Regions from separate parts of the Sus scrofa genome. Here all the other regions are linked to region 1. The links are chromatin contacts, called in public HiChIP or PLAC-seq maps. All regions are on one chromosome and are shown on one strand. The core of a region is the stretch at or near the end of the contact, and the rest is flanking DNA. Distances in the headings are between cores, read along the strand shown. Region 1 holds the start of CCDC62 (coiled-coil domain-containing protein 62). Region 2 overlaps HIP1R (huntingtin-interacting protein 1-related protein). Region 3 holds the start of HCAR2 (hydroxycarboxylic acid receptor 2).

Evidence for each region. HiChIP or PLAC-seq counts read pairs in DNA pulled down with a chosen protein or histone mark.
Region 2: a contact with region 1 is called in an H3K27ac HiChIP or PLAC-seq map of skeletal muscle. The contact joins the enhancer-like site here to the promoter of CCDC62 in region 1. A contact is called at or near these places in 13 of 47 Hi-C or Micro-C datasets (alveolar macrophages, blood, embryonic fibroblasts and 8 more) and 2 of 2 datasets of contacts at active chromatin or transcription factors (alveolar macrophages and skeletal muscle).
Region 3: a contact with region 1 is called in an H3K27ac HiChIP or PLAC-seq map of alveolar macrophages. The contact joins the promoter of HCAR2 here to the promoter of CCDC62 in region 1. A contact is called at or near these places in 1 of 47 Hi-C or Micro-C datasets (embryonic fibroblasts) and 1 of 2 datasets of contacts at active chromatin or transcription factors (alveolar macrophages).

What each region holds. Positions count from the first base shown.
Region 1 is chr14:30,065,314-30,068,870 of Sscrofa11.1, reverse strand. It overlaps CCDC62 (coiled-coil domain-containing protein 62), which reads left to right and starts at 2,233. Exons shown (of 13, transcript XM_021074080.1): 1 at 2,233-2,813; 2 at 3,301-3,455.
Region 2 is chr14:30,015,204-30,019,009 of Sscrofa11.1, reverse strand. All of the region lies in intron 1 of HIP1R (huntingtin-interacting protein 1-related protein), which reads left to right. Among named protein-coding and RNA genes, the nearest start is that of HIP1R, 7.2 kb to the left of the region's middle. Within about 2 kb of position 2,414, at least 38 of the 83 cell types and tissues checked have an H3K27ac peak or open chromatin away from gene starts, as enhancers often do. A contact at or near this core is called in alveolar macrophages, embryonic fibroblasts, liver and 2 more, where this site is marked.
Region 3 is chr14:30,114,469-30,118,332 of Sscrofa11.1, reverse strand. HCAR2 (hydroxycarboxylic acid receptor 2) reads right to left here and starts at 1,319. Exons shown (of 1, transcript XM_021072989.1): 1 at 1-1,319. The coding sequence starts at 1,133. The coding sequence ends at 42.

The DNA.
Region 1 (3,557 bases), core at 984-3,483:
CCTTGCTCAGTGGGTTAAGGATCCAGCGTTGCCGTGAGCTGTGGTGTAGGTCGAAGACGAGGCTCAGATCCTGAGTTGCTGTGGCTGTGGTGTAGGCTGGCAGCTGTAGCTCTGATTTGACCCCTAGCCTGGGAACTTACATACTTCGTGTACAGCCCTAAATAGACGGAAAAAAAAAAAAAAACACTTCTTTTTTATTTATTACATAGAAGCCCCAGTAAATCAGCTGTCTCTTAAGGTATAATCCATGGTAGCTTTCTCACTCTTAAAAGTTGATAAGTTAACTTTATGTTTTTTGTTTTGTTTTCCTTTTTGTCAGCATGCTTGGCATGTGGGGAATTCCTGGGTCAAGAATCAAAACTGGCAGTAACCTGAGCCACAGCAGTGACAGCACTCGAACCTTAACCTGCTCACCCACAACAGGAATCCAAAATAGTGAAATTTTTGATTTGCAACTAGTCATAATAATCCCTTACCATATTCAGTTAATATTTACCAGCCATAATCTTAAAATGTCAGCCTCATTTCTTACTGCTTCCTGTACCTCAACTCTTACAGTTGAGTGTTAAGCATGTGGTTGTCTTGTGAACGATGGCATTTTAGAGCTTCCTAAAAATACCAAATTTTACAAAGGTGAAATTTTAGAAGTATGTGAAATATTAAAATGCTCCTCAATTGGAAAACTGACATTCAACCACATTCCTTTTTTTTTTTTTCTCATTCCACTACCAAGAGTTACTGCATAATCAGCTACTGATAGGCCATTTTTAACAACTAGTCAGCATTTGCTTTCTTTCTTTTTTCTTTTGCCTTTTTAGGCCACTGTGCAGCATAAGGAAGTTCTCAGGCTAGGGGTTGAATCGGAGTTGCAGCTGCCAGTCTACGCCATAGCCACAGCAACACAGGATCTGAGCTGCATCTGGGACGTACACCACAGCTCACAACAATGCCAGATCCTTAACGCACTAAGCAGGGCCAGGGACTGAACCTGCATCCTCATGGATATTAGTTGGTTTCATTATTGCTGAGCCACGACAGGAACTCAGAGCATTTGCTTTCTCGATTAAGTTCGAAGGCACTGTCTTGTCCATTCTCAACATGACCTTGTCCTAAGGATGCAAGTGTCATCCAAATCAGTAAAGCTTCACAGTAAGAAATTCAAATTTTATTTTTTCATTTTCGGATCGTCTTTTATAAACAAAAGGGCGTGTCTTGCTAATTTACAGTCAACCAGAAAGTAAAGGTGAAATACTATTAAGACTGTGTTTGGTGATCTGTCTTGACAGGAATGCCATCTTACAAGTTAAGCAGCAGTGGGTGGACAATCAGAGGTTAAATATAAGCTTTTTTCATTTTTCGGCTGTGCTCTCTGGCATGCGGTGGTTCCCAGGCTGGGATCTAACCCTCACCACCAGGGAACTCCAATTTTTTTTTTTTGTGTGTGTGTGTGTCTTTTTGTCTTTTTGCTATTTCTTGGGCCACTCCTGAGGCAAATGGAGGGTCCCAGGCGAGGGGTTGAATTGGAGCTGTAGCCGCTGGCCTAAGCCAGAGCCACAGCAACGTAGGATCTGAGCCATGTCTGCAACCTATACTACAGCTCATGACAATGCTGGATCCTTAATCCACTGAGTGAGGTCAGGGATCGAACCCACAACTTCATGGTTCCTAGTCGGATTCGTTAACCACTGAGCCACGACAGGAACTCCTGTTTTTGGGGTTTTTTAGGGCCGCTGCTCCTGGGGCATATGGAGGTTCCCACACTAGGGGTCAAATCAGAGCTGTAGCTGCTGGCCTACACCACAGCTCATGGCAACACTGGATCCTTAACCCATTGAGCAAGGCCAGGGATTGAAGCTGCGTCCTTATGGGTGCTAGTCAGATTCATTTCTGCAGAGCCACAGTGGAAACGCCTCCAATTATTTTTGTATAGTTCAATTCCTATTATAACATGAAGAATAAAATGTAGAAGAAAGGGTGAAAAAAGCTTAGTATCAGAGTTCTCCTCTGGCGCAGTGCGTTAAGGATCGTTGTCACTGTGCCAGCTTGGGTCGCTGCTGCAGCACAGGTTCAACCCCTGGTCCAGAACTTCCACATCCCTCACGCAGGGCCAAGAAGAAAAAAAAAGCTTAGTTTCAACCCAGAACAGTAAATGTTGTCACAACAAAGTGTCAAGTTTCTCATTGCAATTCAAGAGCTATATCAAGAGTCCAAAAAAATTGTTTTCTTTTTTCACCTGATTCTTAGCTTAGGCCTGTCTGCTAGGATGGTCAGCAGCTGACTATGAACTGCCAGGGCTGGCTTCTGCCTCCAGTCTCTTTGTTGCCTGAATGCCAGGGGTACACAGCAGCTAACGACCGTGTTCACAGTTTGGCAGGAGATCATGGAGCAGAAACAGCCATTCGTTGCTTTATCATTCCCTGGGTGATGGTTCTTTGCAGGCGGTGGGTAATGGCTTTTACATCGTCAGATATGCCTTTCAAGAGCCCCCAGGTCCGGATTTGGAAGAACAAAATGCCCGGGTAGGAGCTGGCTTCCCGCGGGATCGCGCAACCGGCCACCGGGTGTCGCGAGAACCGGGGCGGCCCCTCAGCGACCCTATAGGCCGGGAGGCCGGGCACGCTCCGCGGGGCTGGCGGTTTAGGCGGGCTTGCTTGGGCCAGCGAGGGCGCGGGGCTCCAGCGCTCGGGGCTGGCCCCCGCCGCTCCGGGCAGGCGCGCCTATGGCGTTTCTAAGGTGACGCTGCGCACACTGACTCTCCGGGGGCGGAGGAAACACCTATGAACCCTTCGGCCTCCTTCCTGGCCGGGCGCCAGGTGAGCGGCCGCCGCTTGGCGCCTCCCTCCCGCCGCGGGCGGACTCGCCGTTTCCGCCGGCGGGTCGGTGGGAAGCGGAGGGCAGATCTCGGGGACAACGTGTGTCTGGGCCGAACGTGGCTGGTTTTTCGGGAACCGTTTCTGCTTAAAACAATACTCGGGATGTAGAGGGAAGAGGGAGCGTCACATCCGTTTCCTTTAATAAAATCTTGTTTTTCAGCCCAGGCGCAAAGTCGAGTGGCGAGCATTAGGTGCTGCTCACTTTTTAAGGGTAACAGTGGGCATTTGTAGATCTGCCTTTATATACGCCTTCTCGCTTCCTGTCCTTAACGTTGCTTAACAGCAGCCTGCTAGTGGAGCGGCACTCTTATAATCCATTTTACTAAAAAGTCTTGAAAATAAACTTGTCTGACATTTGCATTTACCGGTATTGGTTGAGTTGAACGGGATGTGTACACTTGGCCTGTTGCTTGTGTTGCTCGACTAGAATACGTGCTCCTTGCCGGTGAGCTCAGTGCTGTATCCCCAAAATGGCGCTAAATGTTGAAGGAATGAATAAGTGAGTGAATGACTTACCAAAGACTGGAATTCAAGTTTGTGGACTTGGAATCCCTTGACTCCAAATTCCATTTTCTCTGTTTAGTAAGTAACTGAAATTCACTCGTCATTTTTATTTATTTGCAATTCTTTATTTTTCCAGAAAGCAGTAGTGATGTACATGGGCTCCTGGTGAACTTTAAATTA
Region 2 (3,806 bases), core at 1,165-3,664, 50 kb after region 1:
GCCTGGATTGGTGCCCTGGGTGCATAGGTCTGTTTTCTTAAAGATCCCCAGCGAGGGAGGGGATCTTTAGAATTTCAGTATTCAAGGCACACTGCAGGACACAGGGGTTGGGGAACTTACCTCATTTCTGCTTCGAAGCCTGTTCCCAAATATGCGATAGTCTTTTGGACGCCCCATCCTTTGTATATGCTGCTCCCTCTGCCCTGCCTTCCCTCCCACTTGCACCATCACCTCCCCACCTCCCCAGTGCTGGATAGGTAAACTTACGCATGCTCCTTTTCTGTCTTCATTATTTCTTACAGACACTGTGGTGTTACAACACTCTAGGCCACCAACCCCTTTCTGGGTCTCATTTGCCTGTTTATTTTTAAACATAAAAAAAGTTCCCCCACCCCTGAGTTTGGGAGGAAATCTAAACCTTGTGGTGGAAGCCAGAACACCCCCAGCGTCTGCCAGCTCCCTGAGGGCAGGGGCTTGGGGTGGGTGTAGGCTGGTTGAGTGGCTGAAGAACAGGCGAGCCGAGGCTTTCTGAAAAGGAGGAGGGGAAGAACCAGGCTCACAGCCCCCCAGGACGCTGCCCACAAAGCTGCACCTGGGCTGCTCCAGCAGCTTCTGTCTTCCTCCGAGGTCCCTGGAGGTGGGCCAGCTGGGGTGGGTTGTGGGTGGTGAGCTGTGCCTTTCCTTCCAACCACATTGCTGGCTTCCCCTAAGACACCCCCGACCTGGTGATGCTCAGGGCAGCTGACTTCGTGGTCACTGGGATTTCTTCCCAGAATCCCTCTGGGCTCCCCGGGTATCCAGTGACCTCTTAGTCTGGGCCGGGGTGGGGGTGTGGCTGCTTGTCTTTCCCCTCCACCTTCCCATCTTTGACGTACGTTTGTCCCATGACATGTTCACGAGGATCACTTGCTGTGTGTTGGCTTGTTTCTGGTGCCTGGGGTGTGCTACCTATGGGGAAATGACGAGCCCTCTCGTCCCCTTCCAAGGATCCTCATTTCAGCGAAGGAGGCGGGAGATGGGCAGGTATGCTGTGGCAGAGCTGTAAAGAGCCAGACTATGTGCCTCAGTCTGCTTATCTGCCAAATGGAGATAATCCTAGTACCCCATAGAGCCCTGGGGTGGCTACGAGGCTTTACAGGACATCACGGTACCTGGTGCAGAGTAAATGCTGCATTGAGTAGCAGCTAACTGTGCACAGGAAAGCAGGCTGGACTGAAGGAGTCGAGCTAGTGCCTTCATGGGTTCTGTCCCTGCGCACCAGCCTGTAAGTGAGGAGGGTGGGAGCCAGGGCTGCTGGGAGAGGAGCAGATCCGCCGCAGGGGGTGGGCCGACTCGGGAAGGCGGAGAACAGCCCATCCTGGAGGAGTGGTCCTGTGGTGCCCCCCCTTCCAGGACAGCAGGTCCTGCCCCCAGGTGATGCCATCCTCTGAGAGATACTCGGCAGTGTGTGTGTGTTGGGGACCCCAGAGAGGTCAGGGGAAGCCAGCTGTGACTTCCTTGGCAGAACGGCCACCCTCCTGACCTTGCCCCCAGGCCAGCGCCCCATTTGTGAATGAAACCCTCCTGGGCACCGAGTCCAGCAGCTCGAAGTGGAAACTGGGGTTGAGCCTCGGCCTGCTTGGCTGAGGGACAGGGAAACCCAGCCAGCTAACCTGAGAGGCCCGCCTGAAGAGACTCTGCCAGCCGGTCTGCTGTCAGCGATACCCTTCCCCCTGCTCCACCTGATCCCAGGGTGGACTCAAGTATCACCTTGTTTGCTCTCCTGCTCAAGCTTTCCTGGGCTTCCCTAGTTCTCGCGATATTATTCTTCCCAAACACTGCAGCCACACCGTGTTTAGATCTGCTTCACAGAGAGAGAATTCCCTTGTCTCCTCTGAGCCCCTAAGCACAACTCCTGAACCCCCAGATCCTCAGGCAGGGACTGTGTTGACTCCTCTTGTGCCCTAGCACCCAGGAGTGCCTGGCTCAGGGGACACGCTCAGCCTGTGTGCGCTGAATGAATGGGTGCCACCAGGACCTGTGGGTCTCCCTTCTTTGATGTGGCCTCTCGGTGAGGCCTGAAAGGCTGTGGCACCCGCTGTGGGGAGAGATTGAGCCCTTGGAGAAAAGTTCAGTGGACGTGGGATTGTTTTTCCTCTTGCTGAAATAAACACAATTCCCTAAACTGCAATAGGTTCTTCCACCAGGGAGTGACTCAGCCCCCTGGCTTGAGGGACAGACAGGTCTGTGAAGTGATGTCACCAGGGCCCAGGGAAGGAAGCTGCCTGGGCTGGCTTCCTGGCCATCCTGGAGGTGGGACTCCAGCCACATCTACCTCCTCCTCACACGTGTCGCCTGCAGGGCCAGGGGAGAGGTGGTAGTGCCCTTTGCAAACTGCATCCTGGTGAGTGGGCGGATCCTGCCTGGAGCTCACGCCCTCCTGCAGAGAAGGCGGCCACAGCAGCCCTGCCTCCACTTGCGTAAACAGACAGTGTGGGGACCAGGGGGCGTGAATGAAGGGAGGAGTTCAGTCGGCAGGATGGCATTGCTCCACAGACTTCCCGTCTGTTGAAACAACCTTGCTGCAGACTTCTGGCCCAGGGCTCCCTACCGCTTTGCACATGACCACATCCAGCCACCTTCTCGGCTTTAGAAATCCTGTGTTTGCTTTCATTAGTGGCCTTTGAGGCGACAAAGCATTTGAATGACATCTTTCTGTCCTCCAAACAACTCTTGGGAAACCCTAAAGCAGGATAACCCACCTCTCTGCCAGTCTCTGTGCCCTGGCTCTCTGAAGGATGTCTTTGTCCCTGCCAAGTGCCGCCTTTAAGTGTCGTGATAACAGTACAGGGAGGTTGAGGTATGATTCATTTCAGGGTTGATTTTAAAAATAGAATTTGTTTTATAGTTGCGTTTACTATTTAACTCTAGTGGCTAAATTATTAGCTGGAGAAAGAGTCACTCACTGCCTTGCATTTAACCAGGACTTCTGTTTGAAAGTGCTTTTGTTCATTCAAGTGTTCACTCTTTTACTCATCCAGTAAAGATTATTGGCCACCAGGCGCGGATTTGGGGATGGGAGGTACAGCAGGGAGGGGCTAAAACCAACAGGATTCCTTGTGTCAAGTACTTCTGCTCAGGTGTCGGAGGTAGAAACAGAATACATGGTAAACAAATAAGATGGTTTCAGAGAATAAGTGTCCTGGGTGAAAATAACCAGGAGGATGCTCTCGTGTGTGGCTGGGGAAGGCTGCCTGGGAGGGCCGTTTTAGCTCAGAGCTGGGTGGCCCCAGAAGCACAACCAGGCCTGGAGGTGGGACCTGGCTTGCCCTGTTTGAGGGACAGAAGGGGAGACAGTGTGGCTGGAACAGAGAAAGATGTTCCAAGGGTCTTTTTTTTTTTTTTAAATGGCCTCACCCATGGCACATGGAAGTTCCTAGGCCAGGAATCGAATCTGAGCTGTAGCTGCAACCTACGCCACAGCAACAGCAACACCGATCCTTTAATGCACTGCACTGGGCTGGAGATCGAACCTGCAGCTCCACAGGGACCTGAGCCACTGCAGTTGGATTCTTAACCCATGGTGCCACAGTGGGAACTCCCTGAGGGTTTTTTAATGTAATTAATTTTTTCCTTTCTTTTTTTTTTTTTTTTTACGGCCACATCTGTGGCATGTGGAAGTTCCCAGGCTAGGGGTCATATCAGAGCTACACCACAGCCACAGCAATGCCAGATCCGAGCTGCAGCTTATGGCAACACCAGATCTTAACCCACTGAGTGAGGCTAGGGATCGAACCTGCATCCTCATGGATATTAGTTGGGTTCTT
Region 3 (3,864 bases), core at 70-2,569, 50 kb before region 1:
CCTGGTCCTTGGTGACCATCTCCCTTCTTGGCTTGGTTGTTTTAATGAGAGGCTGGAGTCAGGTCAGAGGGGCTCAACGGCTCCCTGGGATCGGCCACTGAAGTATCAGGAACGTTCCTGTGGGTGCTGGGTTCCCCAGTGAGCTCGAGGCTTGTGCTGCGGTTATTGTTGGACTCCTCCAGCACCTTCCTCCGCAGGCAGCGGTTGATCAAGGTGGATAAGAAGTTGGGGAAAGATGGGCTGGAGAAGTAATACACCAAAGGGTCCAGCATACTGTTCATGTAGGTGAAGCTGAGGGTGATATAAAACGCCAGGTCCACCGAGCGGTAGATGTCACAGTTCTCCGTTCCAGCAGTGCGGAGAAGCCAGAAAATGCGGATGCGCACGGCCACGCTGGGCAGGAAGCAGATGATGAAGACGATGGCCACCACCATGACGAAGTTGATGGCCCTCTTGATCTTGACATGCCGGTCCATTTGTCGCTGCCGCAGGCTCCAGACAATCCTGGCCGAGCAGAACAGGATGATGCCCAGGGGCAGGAAGAACTCCAGGAGGAACATGGCATCATGCCAGCGGAAGGTATTGCAGATGCTGAAGCTACTGCACAAATATGAGTCGTGCTTCTTGATTAACATCGTTTTGTTCAGGAGGTGGACCGTCAGGCCAATTGTGAGGCCCCACAGGAGGCAGGAGATGATGGCTGCTGTGCGATTGGAGATCTTGTTCAGAGCGTGGTGGGGATGGACCACCCGGAAGTACCGGTCCACGGCCACCACTGTGAGGAAGATGATGCTGCCCTGGCGGTTCATGGCCAACATGAAGAGCATTATTCGGCAGGGGATGTCCCCAAATCTCCAGTCCCACTTCCTCACATAGTTGTCCGTCAGGAATGGCAGGCAGATGATCAGGAGAAAGTCAGCCACGGCCAGGTTGAACAGGAAAATCCGGCTGGATTTCCAAGACTTGAGGTGGAAGCAGAAAATCCACAGAGCAAGGCCATTACCCAGGAGCCCGAACACAAACTCCAGCCCCACCACCGGCGGCAGCACCTTGGCAATGAAGTCATCCCGGAACACACAGCAGTTCTTGTCGCCTATTTTCAGAAAATGATTCTGCTGGTGGGACGGGTTCATGATTGAATTGAGCTGGTTCTGGGAGCGCCTCACCTAGCCAATGCTCAAAGAAAGAGGTGTGGGTCTGAGTGGCGAACCTGTGGTTCAGTGCTCGCCTTTATGTCATGTCAGGGTGTTGAAATAGATGACTGAATGGTTACCAGGAAACTACGAAATCGCCTTAAAAAAAAAAAAAAGCCAGCAAGGCTCTTATGCAACCTACTGTTTGCATAAACAAGTAATAAAAAAAAAAATCCCCTGGGCACACAGGAACCCACAAATTCTTCTAAATGTAAAGAATATGTTTAGACAAGCAGACTGTCATTGTGAATTACTGAAATGTGGAGGGCCTCCTTGTGGAAGGCTGCATGCCTGTATGCTGAAAACATAGCACAGGAGAATTAATTCCCTGTCCTGTGGTTGGCTTACATAATGAACGAAACAACAACAGCAATAATAACTTAGTATACTCAACAGAAACATGAATAATTAGTATGGAATATTGCGGTGCATGTATTTTAAGAAATGGTAGAATGTGTATACGGTTTTGGGGGGCGGATTCGTGTTTTTATTTTTTGGAAAAGCGGAGAGGACAGTGATTTTCTAATATTTTATGAGAACAGATGTGTTGCGTTTGATGTTCCCATGCCATCTTCTCTGTACAAACATGGGTTGCTTTGCTGCACCGGACCGATGCAATTAATCTCTAGTAATGAAAAAAAAAATGCTATTTGAGAACAGCATGCAATTTCATAAGATGTTTGAAAACTTGAACCCTGTGTGGCTTGCCAGTGCTGTGTTACAAGAAGTTGGGGTTTTTTCTTTGTGTTAGATTTGGAGATACCTCCATGCTCAAGTAAGTAATGCATTGTTAGGCCCATGATTTTTTTAATTAGTGAGTTTTATTTTTTTAGAGCAGTTTTAGGTTCACAGCAAAATTGGAAAGTACAGAGCGTTCCTGTATATGAGCTGTCCCCAAAAGCACACAGCCTCCCCTATGAAGTGCATGGCATTTTAAAAGCCCCCATTTTTAGAAAATTAAACTTAGAGAGCCTGAGAAGACTTTGAACTCTGCCTCACAGCCAGTCACCAGTTTCACACATCATTTCTTTGCTTTTCAGTGTAGTTGGGTGTAGCCAGACAGAACACTTCCACCCTGTAATATTTGGGGCTGACAAATTCCTGCTGTGCAAGAGCTCCTGAGTTGTCTTGCTTTGAGTGAGAAATTGAACATTTGTTTCTTTAGTTGCACACCCAGGTCCCATAATAGGGGTTTGTAGTCTCTTCACAGTAAAAGAGGGTCAGGATGATCTCATGTTAGACTCACCTGGGAATGAGAGGCACCTGATGAAGACGATGATGAAGACGATGTTGGCACCTACTTCACGGAGAGCTTCCCATAGGCAGGAGACCACGCTTGATGCTTTCAATATGTTATCTTCTTTTACCCTGACCCTGGCCCCGAGGTAAGGACTATTACTGATTCCTATCTCAAAATGAGGAAAGTGAAGCTCAGAGAGGTTGGTCATATGTTCAAGGCTACATATCTAGTAAGATTTCAATCTGGCACTGACTTCAAAGCCTGTGTCTCTAACCATTACACGACACTGCCTCTCACTGTATTCCTGCTCCATCTATAAGGATGCACTGGATTGCAGTCACATTATGTGAGAGTAGGAAGCCTCGAGTGAAATGACTAGTATCTGTTCCCCCGCTTTACTGCCTGTGAATATCCTGCTTCCTTCTTGGGTGAATATGGACTTGTCAATGACATTCATAAAGTAAGCCTAAGGGCCTTTTTTAATGAAGAGTCAGAGAAACTGACTATTCACAATAGTTATTTCTTTTTCTTTCTTTCTTTCTGGCCACACCCTCAGCATATGGAAGTTCCCAGGCCAGGCACTGCCCAAGCCACAGTTGCAACCTATGCCTCAGCTGTAGCAATGCCAGATCCTTTAACTCACTGTGCCAAGCCAGGGATCATACCCACACCTCCACAGAGAGCAAAACCTCTGTAGTCAGATTCTTAACCCACTGCACCTCAGCAGGAACTCCCACAATAAGTCATTTTTGGGAGCTGGAATTTGCCAGGGAGTCTCCCTTTTGAAGTTTTACAGTTTTATTTATTTACATATTCTTTTAATTTTTAAAATATTTTTTTCTGGCTGCTGCCATGGCATATGGAAATTCCTAGGCCAGGGATCAAATCCACGCTGGAGCTGTGACCTATACCACAGCTTCAGCAACACCAAATCCTTAACGTACAGCCCTTGGCCAGGGTCTGGGTTTGAACCGGTGCCTCCACAGAGACAAGCTGAATCACTAACCCACTGCACCACAGTGGGAATTCCTACAGTTTTGTAATGTGTTTTTTTTTTTTTTTTAAACAAGTCATGGGTAAAAAGTTAAGAAAGAACAACAAATATTGTTACATTTGGAGGAAAAAAGAGAAACAAGAGGCCCCGGAGGCTTATTCTGGCTCCATCGTGAATACCTGAGCTTTCTCACAGGTAAAGTGAGGGGTGAGGCCATCTTCCACCTTCCTTCCAGCTCTCACATCCTGTAAGTCTAAACTGAAGTTCTCAACTACTCAGAATGGCAGTTCCGGCCTCCCTGGATCCTGGCCACTGCTATGGGATTTCCAGTCTCCCCGCTGGGTGGCTGGCATGTTTTATCTTGCTTGGGTCCTTCTTTCATGTATTTTTTTTTTTTTTCCTTACTGGTGCATGAGTTGTACAGAAACTTGTCACAG